Linked DNA regions of Mustela erminea: region 1 is linked to region 2. The links are chromatin contacts, called in public Hi-C maps. All regions are on one chromosome and are shown on one strand. Each heading gives the region's core, a stretch centred on a gene start, on an enhancer-like site or on the middle of the called end of the contact. The rest is flanking DNA. Distances are from core to core; before and after follow the strand shown.

Evidence for each region. Hi-C and Micro-C count contacts between places; a contact is called where the count stands out from the background.
Region 1: a contact with region 2 is called in a Hi-C map of spleen, with 4 times the contacts expected there. The contact joins the promoter of GPATCH8 here to the promoter of ATXN7L3 in region 2. A contact is called at or near these places in 2 of 3 Hi-C or Micro-C datasets (fibroblasts and spleen).

What each region holds. Positions count from the first base shown.
Region 1 is chr18:43,664,625-43,670,803 of mMusErm1.Pri, reverse strand. It overlaps GPATCH8 (G patch domain-containing protein 8), which reads left to right and starts at 4,590. Exons shown (of 8, transcript XM_032322817.1): 1 at 4,590-4,852. The coding sequence starts at 4,808.
Region 2 is chr18:43,404,836-43,411,206 of mMusErm1.Pri, reverse strand. ATXN7L3 (ataxin-7-like protein 3) reads left to right here and starts at 4,518. Exons shown (of 13, transcript XM_032320435.1): 1 at 4,518-5,172.

The DNA.
Region 1 (6,179 bases), core at 3,341-5,840, 260 kb before region 2:
AGCTTCTCTTTATCCCTGTGTCCTGAAGTTTCACAATGCTGTACCTGGCAGCAAGCTCCTTTTCCATCCATTGTGCCGGGCCCTCTCAGGTTGGACAGTTAGGCCCTTAGAACTGTAAGGGCCTATTCAGCCAGAGCAGCTCCACCCCTGTTGAACTAGGTGATAGGCTGGTTCAAATGTCTAGTAGGGTAACTTGTAATTCAATTGGTCACCTAGCATGACTATGCAGCTGTATCTGTGTGTTACAGTTTCATTGGTCACCTATGTGTGGCCAGGCCCAACCACATGGCCTTTGCTCTATAAGTTAGTCTGGAAAGCTGGGAGGGGTTGTCCTCTCTGTAAGGGGCGGCCCCGACCGGTCTGTTTGACCGACGGTTTGATTCTTGATGCTTCACGAAATAAAGCTTTGCTTGACTTTTACTTTGTATCAGTCTTGCTCCTTTAATCACGGACCCATTATTGGGGTACCCATTTTTGGGGGACCCAATGTGAACCAGAAAAAGTTTACATGCTATTTCTTTAATATGCTCTTTCTTCATCTCCCCCCTGTTCTTTCTGGAAACTCTGCTATTCAGATACTGGATTGATCCTTCTATTTTCTTATATGTTCTTTCTTATTTTTCTTCTCATCTATTCAAAAAATCCTTATTTAGTGCCTCTTATGTGTCATTTATTATTCTAGGGGTTAAGGATACGGAAGGGAATAGAGGGGAGCTTGGGTGGCTCAGTTGTTAAGTGTCTGCCTTTGGTTCAGGTCATGATCCTGGTGTCCTGGGATCTAGCCCCACGTTGGGCTCCCTGCTCAGCAGAGAACCTGCTTCTCCCCCTCCAGCTCCACCATGCTCGTATTCCCTCTCTCACTGTCTCTCTCAGTCAAATAAATAAATACAATCTTTAAAAAATAAAAAAAAAGGGGGGGGGCACCTGGGTGGCTCAGTGGGTTAAGCCTCTTCAGATCAGGTCATGATCTCAGGGTGCTGGGATCGAGCCCTGCATCAGGCTCCCTGCTCAGCGGGGAGCCTGCTTCCCCCTCTCCCTCTGCCTGCCTCTCTGTCTACTTGTGATCTCTGTCTGTCAAATAAATAAATAAAATCTTTAAAAAAATTTAAAAAAAAAAAAAGAAGAAGGGGGTAGACCTGAGAGAATCTCTGCTCTCATGGAATTAACATTACATTTTAGAAAGTGGTAAGTACTAAGGAGAAAAATAAAATTAGGGAAAGAGGCTAGAAAGTTCAGAATACTGAACTCTGTGATTTTGGGGTTTTAAAAAAGATTTTATTTATTTATTTGACAGACAGAGATCACAAATAGGCAGAGGGGGGAGGGAAGCAGGCTCCCTGCTGAGCAGAGAGCCCGATGTGGGGCTCGATGTGGGGCTCAATCCTAGGAGCCCAAGATCACAACCTGAGCCAAAGGCAGAAGCTTAACCTACTGAGCCACCCAGGTGCCCCTGAACTCTGTGATTTTAAACAGGGTGATCAGGGAAGATCTTACTGAGAAATTAGTATTCAAGGAAAGACCAGAGGGTGAGGGGGCAAGCCACATGGGTGGATATCTGGGAAAGAATGAGGCAGCAAGAACAACATATACATAGCCCCTAAGTGGGGCAGGCTGACACAGAAGCAGGCCTTTGGGATCAAGGTATAGCAAGTCAGTGTGCCCAGAGAGAAGGGACACAGTGGACAGAGAGGAATGAGGTCTGAGAGGTGAGGTGATGATGGTTTTTAGTGTGAATGACAGGCAAAACCACTGGAGGCTTGCAGTAGAGGACTTACGTAATCTAACTGACCTTGTAACAGGATCACCATAGTTCCTCTGACTACTGTAGGGGGTCAGGGTGGAAGCAGAACACTTAGGAGCTCTTGCCGTGATTAAGGAGAAAGTAAAGGTGGCTTGGACCAGGTTGTCTTTTTATTGTTTTTTGGGAGATTTCTTGCCATTTTATTTCCTAACTCTTCTATTGAATTTTTCATTTCTGCTTAAAACATTTTGACTTTCAAAAGTTGTTTTTTCTTTTTTAAAGATTTTATTTATTTATTTGTCGGAGACACGGCAAGAGAAGGGACACAATCGGGGGAGTGAGAGAGGGAGAAACAGGCTTCCTGCTGAGCACGCAGCCTGAACTGGGGCCCGATCCTAGGACCTTGGAGTCATGATCTGAGCCGAAGGCAGACGCTAAGGACAGCCATCCTGGCGCCCCCAAAAGTTACTTCTTAATCTCTGAATATTCTTTTCTCTTTTTTGGCATCCGATGCTTCCTGTTGGCCTTATTTCCTGAGGTAATCTCCTATCTCTGTGGATATTGATTACAATTCTTTTGATGGCTTCTTCTATTATTTCCATTATTTCTGGTTCCTCTGAATTCCACTTGCTGTTTTTTAACTTTGTTTTGCTTTGTTTTGGGGTGGGGTGTTTCTGTCTCACAGGTTTCTACCAATGTCTGGTTATTTTTGGCATACATTCATATATAAGAGCTGAGTGGAAGCTGTGTGTGGTTGGGGCTTCTGGAATGACGGAATTTTCTGTGGGATATCTGGACTGGAACATGACCTTTGTAAGTTGGGGAGACTCCAGTCCTATTTTTGGTGTGTGTAGGTTTTTCCCACTGAGCTGGAAGAAGCCTGCCTCCAACCAGAATGTTAGCTTTTACCAAACCTTCCCATTTACAGCATGGTATCTATTTCCTTATCTGTGCCAGATACGTTAAAAGAGTCTCTTTGTTTAGTCTTTTCAGGGGAGAACCCTCCAGTTTACTACCTGGGTGGGAAAAGGGGTCTAGCGTTTTACTGTTCTCTAAAGTGCCTTGTAACAAGTCCTGTTTTCAACTCCATCTACTTCTTCATCTTGGTACCTAGTGATTCCAATTCCTGAATTTTTGTGGTACACCTTAGCCTTAGTCAACTTGTTTCCCAGCTTTCCCACTCTAGGACGTTGTTTTCTCTATTCTACTAAAGTCATTTCCATTTATCTGTGCTCTCCAGGTTCCAAGATGGTTTTTTTTTTTTTTTTTCCCTTTCCTTCCTTTTTTTTTTTTTTTTTAAGATTTTATTTATCCATTGGACAGACAGAGATCACCAGGCAGAGAGGCAGGCAGAGAGAGGAGGGAGCAGGCTCCCTGCTGAGCAGAGAGCCCGATGCTGGGCTCAATTCCAGGACCCTGGGATCATGACCCGAGCTGAAGGCAGAGGCTTTAACCCACTGAGCCACCCAGAGCCCCCCAAGTTTTTTTTTTTTTTTAAGATTTTATTTTTATTTATTTATTTTTAAAATATTTTATTTATTTATTTGCCAGAGATAGAGGCAGAGAGCACCAGCAGGGGGAATGCAGAAGAGACAGAGAAGCAGACTCCTGGCCAGGCAGGGAGCCTGATGGGGGCTTGATCCCAGGCCCCAGGGGGATCACGACCTGAGCAGAAGTCAGGCCCTCAACCAACTGAACCACCCAGGTGTTCACCCTTCTCATCCTTTTACTGTCATCTTAGTAGGGCTGAGAGAGGGAGAAGAGGTAAATGCCTCATGTGTATCCATGTTGATTCAATCTGCCACATATACCCTCAATCTCTTTACAATGTTTACAGTCTGTGTTCTTCCTCTCAGAGTTCTTTCCACTGCTTACAATTGTATTCTGCTTGGACTGGGGTTTGATGAGGCAAAAGGTAACAAAGGAATAGAAGATACACATCCTTCCCAAAATTTACATTCCACTTGACTCTCTCAGGGTAGCGTAAGGGCTATTTTCCATTTTGTGATTTCTGTCAACTACTCTCTTCAAAAGCAGGGAAGTCCTCATACCCCCTCCTACCTGTTTTATGTATTTTGGCTGAGGGAGCTGGAGGACTGGGTGAGGTCCACAGAAAAACCATAGGATTGAAAAGTCTGAATCATAACCCACAGTCATTGCTGGGTCTGTGGCAGTAGAGATTACTACATTCAATTTCCTTATTTTATAAAAGAAAACTGAAAGCCAGAGAGCTTTAGTTGATTTGGACCAACTTCGGTCTCTTGAAAAATACTCTAATAATATCCTAAAAATGGAAACTCTTAGTAGTCGAGGGGCGTGTGGGTCTAAAGTTCCCTTTGCTTGAAAGCTGCAGGGATGTGTGTGTGTGGGGGGAGCCTTGCCCCTTGCTTTTCCTCAAAGGCCAAAGGTCATTTCAGAGGTCTCATAACTGTGCTGTTTTATTTTTTGTAACACTCATGAACATTTAAAATTATGTAATTATTTTTACTATGTATCTGACATCCCCCCGCCGGAACGTAAGCCTCACGAGAAAAGGGGTCTTTCCTGTCTGCTTGCCATTTAATCCTCAGAGCAAACTGGGAATCGAAGTAGTCTGGCTCCAAAACCCGCGCTTTCAAACTGCATTATATTGCTATGTAGTGAATAAAGCAGAGAATGGACTTCTGCACACACACGGAAACGAAAGGGCAAGAAAATATACCCTACCCGGGGAAACCAGCAGGTGGAAAACATCCCGACGTAAGCGTATTGCGCCCATGTAACCTTTCTCTCCGGAAGCGCTTGCCGCTCTCTGGCGCGAGTGCGCACGCGCTGCCGTCGGGGTCGCTCTGGGCCGCGAGCGGAGAGGGGATTTAAGGGAAGGTTCCGCCTTCAGGGCTGAAAGGCGCCTGCGCCGTCGGGGCTCTCTTATAGACGCGCTTTCTCGCTTCCTCCCTCCCTCGCCTGCGCGCGCCGGGTGGGCGTGGGAGGAGGCGGGGAATTGGGGAGGGGAGCGAGGGGGCGGGTGTCGCGGGAGGGAAGGAGCGAACCGGAGAGCGTCGTCCTGAGAGGAGTGAAGGCGGCAAAATGGCGGACCGCTTCTCCCGCTTCAACGAGGATCGAGACTTTCAGGTAAACACGGGCGTCGCCGAGAATCCGGGAAGGCGCTGGCGGAGCCGGGACGTCCTCATTCCCCGCTCCTAGTTCTTTTCTTCCAAGCTCTGCTCCGGCTTACGAACTGGCTTGCTCTTCTCCCTCCTCCCAATTCCTCTAGGGGCCTCCCAGCTTGAGGCGAGGCCGCATCTCCTCTCACCTCGTATTCTCTTACCTGTTAAGCTCAGGCCGCCGGGTTTGCAGCTTTGGCCTGCTCGGACGGGTTTCGGAAGCCTGGTTGGGCCGCAGACTGGGGACGGTGCTCCCCTCGGGTGCTCCGGGCCTGTGAAGGCGCCGGGCGGGCTCCCGGGGGGAAAAGAGGGATGGGTTGGGAGGGCTTCGGGCGGGTGTTGCTGAGACCAGGGCTTCCGAATTTCTGGGATTTGCTCGCACGGCTCTTCTTCGGGTCGTCCTTCGTCTATCCTCAGTATGATAAATCCCTTTCATTGTGTGGCTTTCCATTTCTTCCCATGGTAAAAGGATTCTTGAGTTATCAGCCGCCTCCTTGGTTGGTCAAACACTGAGATTTCTCTAGGCGTAGATGTTGCTGTTATTAGGCCGTTCATCTTGCTTGGAAAAGAGTAAGTTACAGGACTGTGGTCGCTGTAAGCTTAGCCCCAAATCCTCCCTCGAAAGATTTTAAGAAGCGTTAATGATAAGGGACTTCCTTAGCGCGTGAGAACTAGCTCCAGAAGCTCCTTTTTTTCTTTCTTTAGTTGCAAATGCTATATGGAAAAGTGTCCTTGTGATGACAGGTTATTATCGAGGGAAAAATAAAGGCCAAATTAGAATAACGCGTCTTTCAGTTGTTTTAAAATACCTTCCTGTTGAGCATTGTTATCGCAGAAATCTCGGCGACTAAAAGGGATTTAGTAGAAATTGGCTGTTTCTAGGGTAAAATACATCCTCAGAGTCTCAAAGAAACCACTGCATTACTACCGCATATCCTGGCAACAGCAATTTGGGTCAGGAGAATGAACATCAGAACTCAAGTTTTTATCCCGCTGCAGATCTTCCTCCGAGTAACATGGGATACTCTAGATACGTTTCAGAAGGCAGTTTGAAGGGTTTGCGTTCCCTGAGATGATGGAGTTGGTAAATAAACAGACAAAGCAGTTAAACAACAACAGTCTAGTGCATAGAACGCTTGTGATAAGTTTTGCAGCAGTAAGGGATCAAGGGGCTGTTGAAAAACCTTGTGATCATGCGCCTGCTGTCTAACTGCAGCACAATACAGGATCTCAAGGTGTTTAAGAATATAGTGCAGGTGCAGGGAAGTTGAAGCAGTTCTTATATAGCCATTTGA
Region 2 (6,371 bases), core at 3,269-5,768:
CTGCACAAGTTTTGGCCTGGTTCCTGGAACCACGGGGCCCGAGACCTAGGCCCCATCCAAGAGCTCTCCCTTGGCCCCACACCCTGGTGTTCTTGGCCAAATTGCTAGAAAGCTCACTGCCCTTCATGATCTCCCATTTCCTCACCTCCTACTCACCACTCTCCTGGGGTGACTCTAAATTCACCAGCACATGCATCATTCTATCCAGTGGACACCTGTCCATCTTTTGACATCTTTGGTCTATTCCGCTGGCATTGGCTCCTCCTCATTCTATCCGAGGTGTCGTCGCCTTAGGAACCTCCAGTTATGACCCATAGGTAACCAATCCAAAAGGGGTTCTCTACAGAGGCTGCTCTTCTAAACCGCAAACCTGTGTAAATTTCTGTGTATCCTCTGGGATATGTTGCAGGTACCTCATCCCTCAAGGCCCAAAGCGATCATCAGCCTCTGGCTCTTCAAACTTGAAACTAAGGTATCGGCCTTGACTTCTTTCTCCCTCTTAAACCTCCACATGTATTTGCTCACCTAGACGTGTCCATTCCACTTCCTGTATCTCCCCCCAAATCTGTGTACCCTTCCCCGTTGCTGGCATCTGCATCCCATTCAAGGCCACCATCACTGCTCAACTTTTGCAAAGACATCCTAAAACTGGTCTTCCTAAAACTGGTCTTCCTGCTTGCACTCTTGCCCCCTACAGTCCATTCTGCACACAGCAACACAGCAACCAAAGTTATCTTTTAAAAAGAAATCTGGAGGCACCCACCTGGCTCAGTTGGAAGAGTGTGTGACTCTGGATCTCGGGGTCATGAGTTTGAGCCCCAAATTGAGTGTACAGCTTAGTGAATGAATTAAAAATTTTTTAAAAATAATCAAAATGAAAAGCAATCTGGTTACTTCTGTACTAACAACTTTCACGACTCCATGAGGCCTGGCCCCTGCTTTCCTTCTCCCACCTTCTCTCATCTTGCTCTTTCTAATCACTCACAGCGATCCAGCCGAGGGATCTCTTTTGGTCTTCAAACATGCCTACCACAGGGCCTTTGTACTTGTTCTTCCTGCTCTAAATGCTAATCCTTCAAGCCTACACACAGCTGGTTTTCTCATCCTTCAGGTTTCAGCTCAAATGTCACCTCACAGACAGGCCTTCCCTAACAACTCTTTCTAATGAGGCCTCCTCCTACATCTTTGTTTCTGTATTTTTTTTACTTGTTTGCTGTCTACCTCCTCAAGTAGAAGACACCTTACCTGTCTACTACAGTAATCCCAGCACCTAAATTGCCTGGTATACATTTGACACTCAAGAAACGTTTGTTGAGGGGCGCCTGGGTGGTTCAGTGGGTTAAGCCACTGCCTTCGGCTCGGGTCATGGTCTCAGGGTCCTGAGATCGAGCCCCGCATAGGGCTCTCTGCTCAGCGGGGAGCCTGCTTCCCTCTCTCTCTCTCGGCCTGCCTCTCTGTCTACTGTGATCTCTCTCTGTCAAATAAATAAATAAAATCTTAAAAAAAAAAAAAAAAAAAAGAAACGTTTGTTGAATGAGTGAGTAAGTATGGCTTACAAGGTCCTGGGGCATCCGTTGCCCCTGCTGGCCTCTGCATGAACCCAGCTCTACTAACTCTCCATGTCTCAAAACACACCGCAGTCTCTTCCAGGGCCTCGTTCTGCCTATACACATAACCATTCCCTCTGCCTTGAATGTTCCTTTTCACCTCATTGCCTAGTTAATTCAGGGCTCCCTTGAAAAGATCACTTCTTCTGGGGTGCGTTGGGGGCTGGTCTTCTCTGACCTCTTGACAAAAAGATCATGCTATTTGTTTCTTCAGCAGTCTGGATACCTTCACAGTTGGTCTTGTTTCATCCACATCAAGCTTTGCTGGGGTGTAAACTCCAGTAGGACAAGGTCTGTGTGTCTCTCTGGCTCGTTGCTGAAACCCCAGGGCCTCACCCAGAGCCCAGACCAGCACAGTCCTTAGTGTTTATTGACTGACTGATGCTAACTGTGGGCCATCACCGCAGAAGCAGCCCAGGCCGAAGGCCGGATGAATAGAACAATCCACTTGTAAAGGAGTTTGGTGTGAGGATGGCCATGGGTAGGAAGAATTTAGGTAAACAGAGAGGAGACAGGAAGGCTTCCTGCACATGTGTCAATCCCTCAGGGCAGATATACTGGGTGTATTTAAAGACTGAGAAACAGAGCAGCATCATCAGAGTTGAGAATTCCTGATTCACATACTGGAGTTTCCTGAAGGTCTGGCCTCTCACTTCAGTGACCTTCAGAGAGTCTCCACTAGCTGGTCCCACAGTACCTACAACATACACCAAACTGAACTTGTCCTTCTTATATCCTCATATCTCCTCCTCCGAGGTCCCCATCTTGGTTAAAGGTATTTTCAGGGTTTCTTTGTCCTTTACCTCACAAGCCTTGATTGGTAACAAAAATCTACAGACTCGGGGTGCCTGGGTGGCTCAGTTGGTTAAACGCCTACCTTCGGCTCAGGTCATGATGCCAGGGTCCTGGGATCGAGCCCCACATCGGGCTCCCTGCTCAGCAGGAACTTGCTTCTTCCTCTCCTTCTGTCACTCCCCCTGCTTGTACTCTCCCCACCCCCAACCCGGACCTCAAATGAATGAATGAATGAATGAAATCTACAGACTCAGCATGCTAGAATGATCTACTTAAAATTCAAGTCTGATCAAATGGTTCCTCTTGAGGACTCCTCATGGCCTTTAGGTCTAAAGCCCTTATTACTCAGCACATCTTTAGTCCTGCATGGTCTGACCTGCTGACCTGCTGCTTCCCCACCCACTCCTATGTTCCAGCCAGGGCCCCAAACTGAAGCATACTCCTGAAGCTTGCTGTCTGGGATTGTAGCACCTTCCTGGTTTGCCTTGAACTGGTTCATCTCCCACTACAAGAAGCTGTTACTGACCAACTCTCTTACATCATTTTATCTGTTGTCCTGGCCACCCCATCCCCTGTGCATCTCTCTTGTGGTTTTTGTTTCTGTTTTTTTAAGATTTTGCTTATTTGAGATTGTGAGCAAGCAGGAGGGGGGAAGGGCAGAGGGAGAAGCAGACTCCCCACTGAGCAGGGAGCCGGACAGGTCTCAATCCCAGGACCCCAGGATCATGACCTAAGCCTAAGTCAGACGCTTAACTGACTGAGCCACTCAGGCGCCCTCTCTCTCATTTTTATCACAGTGTTTGGCAATTATTTTCCTACAGTTCTGTCTACCTGACAAATTTGTGAACTTCTTGAGGAAGCACAACTGTCTTATTTCATCTTTGCATCCCAGCACAGGGCACTGTTAAGAATTCTTAGAGCACTTACGAATAACAGCTAAAATTTATAAACCACTTACACTGAGCTAAGAGTTTCACATGCACTGACTTGTCAGTCCTCACAACAACCTAATGAGATAGGTACTATCATTATACCCGGTGACAACAGAGTAAACTGAGGCAACAGAGAGCTCACTTGCCCAAGTTTATTTGCCAGGTCTGCATATTTAAATTCAAATTTGATTCCTGGTCTTAACCACTTAGGACCATTGCCACAATATATGTTTGCTTAAGACCAAAAGCCAAGAATGATCCCCAAGTGTAATATTTAAGACTTCCCTCCTTTAACCTCCTCTTCTAGGGCAAGAGGGCTGTCAGACCCCCGTTCCAACACTCCAGACCCAGAGAATAACCGAAATAGAAGCGCCAGTCTGGGCATCGGTTGCGGCTAGGAAAGGCCTTTTCCTCCAGAAGGTAAAGGGGGACCGTGAGAGCGCGCGGATATGGGCACACCCAGTGTGGGTGGCGCAGGGTCGGGGGAAGGGTCTGGCCAGTGCCAGGCCGACTGTCCGAGAGGTGGGGGGTCCAGCGTGGGTTCCGGAAGCAGGAAAGCCGAGCAGGTGTGGGATCTAAATTAGTCTGAGCGCCGAGAGGGCGCTCGGCTCAGAAGGGCACAGCTCGGCCTCCGCCCTCAGCAGAGGACCCTCATCTCGGGCGTTCGTTGGCTCGCAGGCCTGGAGTGGGCTGAGACCCGCCCAGAAACAGGGGAACGGAGGCTCGGACGAGCCCCTTTGGCTCCATAGGTTTTCTGCCCTGAGGTGCTAACAGATCCCCACTTCAACTCCGGCCTCTTCAGAGAAGTGGCTGCACGCTACGGGGTAAATGCCGGAGTGGGGGCGCCGGGGGCGGGGGCGGAGTTGGGGGGTGGGGGGGAGAAGAGCCGGGAGCCCCGAGGGAAGGGCGGGGGATCCTGGGCCGGAAGGCGTCCCAGGCTCGGCTGGGAGCCGGCGCTCTCTTTCGACGCCACCCGCTGCCCCCGCCCCGGAGCCGGCCGGGACGGCACAACGTCTCCGCCCCCAGCGCACCGCGCACCTCACCTTGAACGTCGCTCCACCCACCGCTATCCTATTGGGCCGGCCGGACCGAGGCGAGATGGCGATTGGCCGAGGTGGCTCCAGAAAGCCCCGCCCATCTCCCCGCCCCCGTCCCCGTCCGCCGGTACTTTGGACGGCGGCGTGGCGCCCCTCCTCCCCGCCCGGTCCCCGCCCCCTGGAGCAAATGCTGCCGAGCTGCGGCCGCGGGGCAGATGCACGCGCTCGGGCCCTTCTAGCAGGCGCGAGCAGTCGCTGGGCGCGCGAAAGCGAAAGAAGGAAGAGGAAGGGAGGGCGGGGGCGGGGTGTTGAAGAGGGGCGGGAGGAGGAAGAGGAGGAGGTTGGAGCGCGCTCGCGCTTGGCCTCGCGCCCGCGCGGAGGGAGGGGGAGAGGGGCGCGCGCGCGCACGCTCGCGTTCTCGCTCGCTCCATCCATCCATCCTCCGGTCGCGGCACGCGCGCGCGCTCCGGGCTCGCGCCGCACCCCCCGCCCGGGAGAGGCGGGCTGGAGTGGGGGGCGGGGGGAGGGGCGCGCGGACGGCGCGCGGACTGCGCGCGGGCGGGGTGAGGTGAGGAGGAGGAGGCGGCGACGGGACGAGAAGGGAGGGGAAGGGGCCATGGCCGCCCGGTGAGGCGGCGAGGCGGGGGGGCGGCCCGACCCCCCGGCCCCGGGCCCTGGGCCCCGGGGAGAGGCGAGGACGGACCGACGGACATGGGGCTCCGGAGCAGCCGCCGCCGCCGCCGCCGCCGGAGGACGCGGCCCTGAGAGGCCGCCGGGCCCCGGCGCGGCCCCCCGGGCGGGGTGAGTACGGGACGGAGACGGGGACGGGGGAGGGGCCTGCGGGGGGCGGGGGGCGGGGCCCGAGGCGGGGCTTGGGCCCCCTCCCCCCAGGTCTGGGTCAGCGCCCCTTCCCCTCCCCCCGGGCCGACGCGGAAACGCCCGGCTTCCCCCGGCTTCCCGGCCCGGCCGGGGCCCCCAGCTCTCCCCCTGTCTGGGTCCCCCCTGGGCGGGGCAGGGCCGGCCGGGGAGGGGGCGCGGGGCCTTTGTTAGGGATCCAGGCCCCAGCCCCCGGGACAATAGAGACACCCTCCCGGACTCCTCTCCCCGGCCGGCTGGGGCTGTCGGCGGGCGGGGAAGGAGAGGGGCCGGGACGCGTCCCACTCTGCCCACTCTCTAGGGGTCGGACTGTCCCGGACCGGCGCCGGCCTCGGGCGGCTCGGCTCTCCTCCCCCCAGTCGGTATGATGCAGCAGCAGTGCCGCAGGGACGGGGGAAGAGCCGAGGCCCGGCCTCCTACCCTCCCCAGTGCCCCTGGCTCATTTGTCAGTCCCCACCCCACTCTAGGCCGGCAGCTCCTTAAACTCGTACCCACCGTACAGAGGGGCCCCGGACTGTGGGCGCTGTTTCTGATTCCTTTGGTGGGGATTCCTGGACTTTGGGGCTCTTGGAGAGACTTCCGGGCTGGTCCTGAGGGAGGGAGGGTGGTTATCTAAAAGAAGAACAGGTAAGGGGAGTGCCCACTCCCGGCATGCCATCCCAGACGGGCTCTACCCCCTCTTCTTGATCATGGTGGCTGGAAAGGCTCCTTCAGCTCTCGGTTTCTGTGGGCTCTGTTCCCCTGCTGTAGTCACAGGCTTATTTCAAGGGAAGACAGAGTGGGGTGAAGGTTGTAGGGTTCTAGGGCCATTCCTACTTCTGGTAGCAGTACCCCCCCAAGTGGACATCCTGGCTGAAAGCAGAGGTGACTCTGAGGAGAGCCTAGGGAAGGGGGGGGTGCATTTAGGAGTCTGTGCAGTTCTTTGCCACACCCTGTGGGTTTGCTTTGAGGCCTTAGAGTTCCTTCTCCTCCCCCTGCTGCATTGCACCATGGGTATGGAAGAGGGGTTTGAGTTTGGGGGACCTGGGGTGAGCTGCTGCCTCCCATAGACCCAGACTTTGTCTGGTAGCAGAGTCCAGGGCCCGAGTTCAGCTCTGACTAGGCCGCCTTGGGGTTTCAGGCCC